2 separate regions of the Oryctolagus cuniculus genome follow, and region 2 is linked to region 1. A link is a contact called in public Micro-C data. All regions are on one chromosome and are shown on one strand. Each heading gives the region's core, a stretch centred on a gene start, on an enhancer-like site or on the middle of the called end of the contact. The rest is flanking DNA. Distances are from core to core; before and after follow the strand shown.

Region 1 (2,700 bases), core at 135-2,634:
TCTTCAAAATGTAATGTTGAGAGGAACTAGATGAAATCCTGCTACCAAACCGTTTGCGACTGCAAGATGCGGAAAGCTTCCTGTAATGAAAAGGAATGATTCCGTAGACCGTATTTTTAACGCTGTGTGCATATCATGCATGAGGGAATGTCTCCTTGCAGAATTATTTCGCCTCAACAACCAACAATTCACAGGATCACAGCATTCCTTGAAGCAGGGTATCCCCTAACTCCTGGGCAGTAGCCAGGAAGGGAGCTTTTCTTTCCTAGTAACTGTTGCTATGGGGGGCGTGGCTTCGAAGTGCGCCGAGGACGCGTTCGGCGGCCCCCTCCTGCACCCCACCCCCGCGTGGACTACACTTCCCGTGATGCTCGAGGGTGGTCTCCGTAGTGACGCATTCGGTGCCCGCGAGGGAGGGAGCGCGGGGGCGGCGGCTGTGAGGGGGGCCGCGCTCTCCCGGTGTTCCCTACTCGCGCTCGGGCAGCCGCCCCCGCCGCTGCCGCCGCCGGCGCCGCCATGTTGGTTTGAGAGGCGATGACAGGAGGTGGCCGCGGCGTGTGGGGCTGAAAAGTGGAGGAGGAGAGACAAAAAGCCCGGAGAGGAAACCATTCCCGGGCTGAGGCGAGGGAGGACCCGGCCTCTTCCGGGGAGCTGCCGAAGTCGGCGACGCCGGAGCTCGCGAGGCCGGGGAGGGGAGGAGAAGGCGGGGACGGGGGAGGCGGAGGCAGAAGAGGAGCGCCGAGGAGCCGGAGACGATGCGCCGGGACCTCCGCCGCTGCCTGGAGGCGCTCGCGGCCTGAACCCGGCGGGGCCGTGCGGTGTCCTGGCCGCCCTGCGCCTTGCCTCTCGGCCCGGAGCTTGCGCTTTGGCTCGCCACGAGTTAAATGCCCTTGAGCTCGGCTCTCCGCGGCCCGGCTCTCCGCCCCGGCGGCGCGAGTTGAGCCGTTTCCCCGCGCGGCGGGGTCCGCGGCCACTTGCCACTCACGGCTCACGCGTCGATGTGTAGCTACATAGCTATCTATGTACATCCACGCCGGGGCATTTTTCTCCTGCTTAATGAGGACTTGACTCGGGAGCGAGTGTGAATCATTGCCGGGGCTGGGAAAGGAGGAAGGCGGATTTAACCCCCTCCCACCCCGCTCCATGTCCGTGTGTCACTCGGCTCCGTTCACCTGGCGCGGCCGGTCCTAGGGCTGCTGCTGACGACGACGACGACAACGGGGGCCGCCGCTGTCCCGAGAGCTTCCCCCCGCTCCGGCCGCCCGGCTCCTGGGGATTGTTTCCTCCTCGCACGGAACCTCGGCCGGGCCAGCACGTTGGCTCCGAAATAACTTCTTGTTTTTATTTTTTTGGAAAGCACATCGCGGACCAGTTGACATCGCGAAGGGTTATTTCTGCAGCTCGAAGACTTTTGGTCTTTTTGTTTGTTTATATTGTGTGGGGGGGGGTGTTTTTTTTTTTTTTTTTTGGCGTAAACATCCGAGTACATACCAAACGGCAAGATGTCCAGTAATGTCCCGGCGGATATGGTAAGTGAAGTTGTGACACTCTGATTTAATTGCGGCTTCCCATCTTGTTTGATCGGCAGGGACGCTGGCGTGGGGCGAGGGGTTGCCGGGGGCTGCCGAGAAGCCACCGCGGTGGCGGATTTGGAGAAGTTGGAGCTTCCGATTTCTCTCTTTTTCGAAAAGGGACTGCTTTGAACATGGGTTTTCTCATGCAGTTGCGTGTTCTCTCAATCGCTGAGGACCGTGGAAAAAGAAGTAAGAGAAACGTAGCCAGGCAGCCTGGCAGGGAAGGAGCCGTCTGGCTGTTTTTGCCAGAAGCCTGGGGACGCTGGTGTTTTAGCGCTTCGGGAAACGTCAGTGCCCGGGGGCAGAGCCGAGGGCGGCCGGCCCTCCTCGAGCCGGAGGTGGCCGGGGACAATCGCGCTCAGTCACTCTCGCAGTGGGCGCAAGCTTGGTATTTTTTCAGGAACGGGGCTCTGCACAGCACTTGCTGCGAGCCTTTTGCAGCGTCTGAGCGGGCGACTGTGGAGACGGAAACATTCAGATGTTTAGTTTTTTTTTTTTTTTTTTCCTACCCAACTCTCGGCTGACCGCCTATCGGTACTTTTCGTGTCTAGCCCAGGATTTGCAGTGCCAGATACGTAGTGCTATTACATCCGTAGACTTTGAAAGCTGCAGAAACGGCCTCTTGAGCTTTGGTCGCTTCGAGAACTCTCTTGTTTATTGACGCTTTTCTTTTTGTTTGTTAAAGGTTAGGCTTGTGAGGCTGTTGACAGTCACGGTGTAGCTCTACCGTGCTGGCGGGCGCTTTGTGTGAGTGTGAAATGACACTTTGCAGCCCTAAGGACTCAGAGAATGCAGTTAATAGGAAGTTGAAGAACTCGCTTTATGGAGAATGGAAGTTAATGCGGATGTGCTCACCGGAGTTAGCATTTGAGTGTGTATTCCTGCGAAAAAATAAAAAGGAACTTTGCTGATGACTGCATTTTAAAATGTCAAATACTTCTATGGGAGGAAACCTCCTTTGCAGATGTTTAAGATTGGAGAGATTAAAGGACTCCTCAGCGGGATATTTCGACCTTGGTGCAGAGACGTTTGCTTGTGTTTGATTTCTCATTTAGTGCGCTATTTAAATGCAAAGGAACCACGGGGTTCTGTCTCTTGGGTGGCCTCGGGAAGCCTTCCTCTGTTC
Region 2 (2,700 bases), core at 102-2,601, 220 kb after region 1:
AAAACAGCCAGCTGCTGACCCAGGAGCCCCATTACTGAGCAAGGGCTTGGTGGTGCTGGTGGTGGCTGGGGCGGGTGGGAGGTGTGGAAAGGCTTTAAAGCAGGCAGATACCATCCGCCCTTGTCCTTTCTGTTTCCTTAGAAATATGGGGGAGCGCGGTGGTCATCTACCACTTACTCAATGTCACAGATTACTGGATCTTCACAGGTTGTGTTTCTTGGTTTCTGGAGCAAAGACAGACAACTGCACGGGAGCTCATGGCACCAACACTGTGGGATTCAGGACCACCGCTCTTGGCAACACTGGGAGAGTGACTGGGAAGGCAGCTGAGGCCATTAGCCCACCAGCCTGCTGTGCAGGTGCCTGGCAACAGGTGGATTAGGCCTTCACCGACAGCAGGGAGATAAGGTTCTAGCATGGGCAAGGGGACGATAATAAAATAATACCATGAGAGAGAAATGAAAATCTATAGTAACTTCAAAAAAATTTTTTAAAAATACTTATTTGAAAGAGAGACAGACAGACATACAGACATAGATAGATAAAGCTTCCATCCGCTGGTTCACTCCCCAAATGGCCACAACTGCTAGGACTGAGCCAGGCTGAAGCCAGGAACCAGGAGCTTCTTCTGGGTCTTGCACATGGGTGCAGGGGCTCAAGCGCTTGGGCCATCTGCTGCTTTCCCAGGCCATAGCAGAGAGCTGGATGGGAAGCCGGGACTCGAACCCGCGTCCATATGGGATGCCAGCACCACAGGCAGGGGCTTCACCCGCTACATCACAGCGCCGGCCCCAGTAACTAACTTTCTAAAACCCTCATAGTGCATCCCAGATCTTTTTATTTCGGATAAGGAAGACCAGCGGCGTCTGCTGACTGCAGCTCGCTAAGCCAGGGCTGGCGCGGCCCGGCCTGCTGCCCTGAGTCCCGGCCCGCGCGCGGCGGGGCCCGCAGGGAACCCAAGGATGCTGTCGCGCCGCGGGCTCCGATTGGCGGACAGGCGGCCAGGCCCGCAAGGCAGCCGCGGGAGCGTCCGGAGGCGCCGCCCGCCTGCCGGCCGGGGGAACCCCGGGTCCCCGCCGCAGCGCGCGCGAAGACGCCGCCGCCCCGCCCACACGGGCGCGCCCGCCTCTGCCGCCGCCTCAGGGCCAGCGGCCGCCGCCGCGCCGCGCTGCCATTGGTGCCCGGCTGTGACGCGAGGCACGGGCAGGGCCGCCGGGCGGGCTGGGGGGCGGGCGGCGAGAGCGGCTGATGAAACCGGCGCCGGATCCCGCCCGCCCTCGGCGCCCCATTCAGTCAGCGCGGGCAGGTGCGAGCGGCCAGTCAGCAGCCGGGCGGCGCGGCACGCGGCCGGCAGGCACGCGCTCACCGCAGCTCCACGTCGCTCCCGCGCCTCCGCACCGCCTCTCCGGCCGAGGGTCCCCGGGTCGGTGCGTGCAAGCGTGCGTGCGTCCTTCGGCCCGCTGTCCTGCCCGCATCCCACCGCCCGCTTGGTGAGTGCCCGCTCCCGCTGGCACCGGGGCAGCTCCACAACCTGGGTCACCTTGGCGGGGGTTGGAGGGGGCCGCGGGGCCGCGTGGGGCCTCGGGCAGGCGGCGGCACGGGAGTGGCGAGAGCCCCGCTCCGGGGCGCCGCTGGCATCCTCCGGGGAGGGCGAGGGCAGGGCGGGCCCGGGGGTGTGCGCGCGGGGCGGTGCCCATGCGGCCGTGGCTTCCACGGAGTCCATTTCGGTTCCCTAAAGGCACGGCGTGGTGTATGATGCAACACCGCCCGAGTCAGCGTGGGCGCGCCGGCGATGCCCACCCCGCGCGCCGGCCACGCACCTGGTGGTCCGGGTGGGCAAGGGGCCGGCGGTGGGCACGGGGGCTGGTCCAGGAGGCGTCCGGAGCCCGCTGGCAGCGCGGGAGAGCTTCCCTTACATGGCGCGTTGCGGAGCACCCCGCCCCGCCACGAGGTCCGAGGATGTGTCATCGGCCGCCGCGGGGACCCCGCCCGCGCCCCGGGAGGGTGGTCCCGCGGCAGGTACGTTGGCTAGCCTGGGAAACGGCGCTGGGCAGCCCTGCTCGGTGGTCGCGGTGCGCGCCTGCCCATTCCATGAGACCCCCAGAATGCCCGCCTGCACCCGTAGTCTGGGTCCCCAGGGGTTTCTTGGGGACGTCCTCCTTTGGGTGGGCTTCCTGGTGACCCGGCTTGGCCCTAAAACTCTGGGCTGGCCAAGCCGTCCAGATGGTTCGCAGGAGGAGGAAGTTCTTCCGGCTTCGTTAGGACAACCTATTCTCCGCGTGTTCCTCTCTGCGTAGTAGAAAACTTCCTGGGCACGGGCAGGTCAAGGCGGCCGTCCCGCGCGCGCCGCTGGCCGGCTCGCCGCGCTGTTCCCCGGGTAGGGGGGAGGCGTGGGAGCCAGATCGGAGTTGCGTGCGTCTTGAGCGGGTAGGCGAGCCAGACATGTGAACCAGACTACACTTCCCAACACCCACGGCCGTGCTGTCACGTGCTGGCTTGTGTTCCAGACCCGAGTCTCGGGCGTGGGGTAGGGGTGGGGGGTTGCGATCTTCGTCCCTGGTGGGTACCCCCGCCACCCCCTTCAGAATGTGCCCCTTAAAAGCTGGCTGGTGGGACTGTGTCTGACAGCCTGCAGCCGGGAGCCGTCACTATGTTGAATTCGGGTTATAATTTATTAGGGATTTATCTCAACGTTTATGT

The links. Hi-C and Micro-C count contacts between places; a contact is called where the count stands out from the background.
Region 2: a Micro-C map of ear pinna shows a contact between it and region 1, with 4 times the contacts expected there. The contact joins the promoter of SLC7A1 here to the promoter of UBL3 in region 1. A contact is called at or near these places in 2 of 6 Hi-C or Micro-C datasets (ear pinna and an unstated tissue).

What each region holds. Positions count from the first base shown.
Region 1 is chr9:84,755,619-84,758,318 of mOryCun1.1, forward strand. It overlaps UBL3 (ubiquitin like 3), which reads left to right and starts at 1,385. Exons shown (of 5, transcript XM_008273523.4): 1 at 1,385-1,529. The coding sequence starts at 1,503.
Region 2 is chr9:84,977,073-84,979,772 of mOryCun1.1, forward strand. SLC7A1 (solute carrier family 7 member 1) reads left to right here and starts at 1,352. Exons shown (of 13, transcript XM_070049065.1): 1 at 1,352-1,490.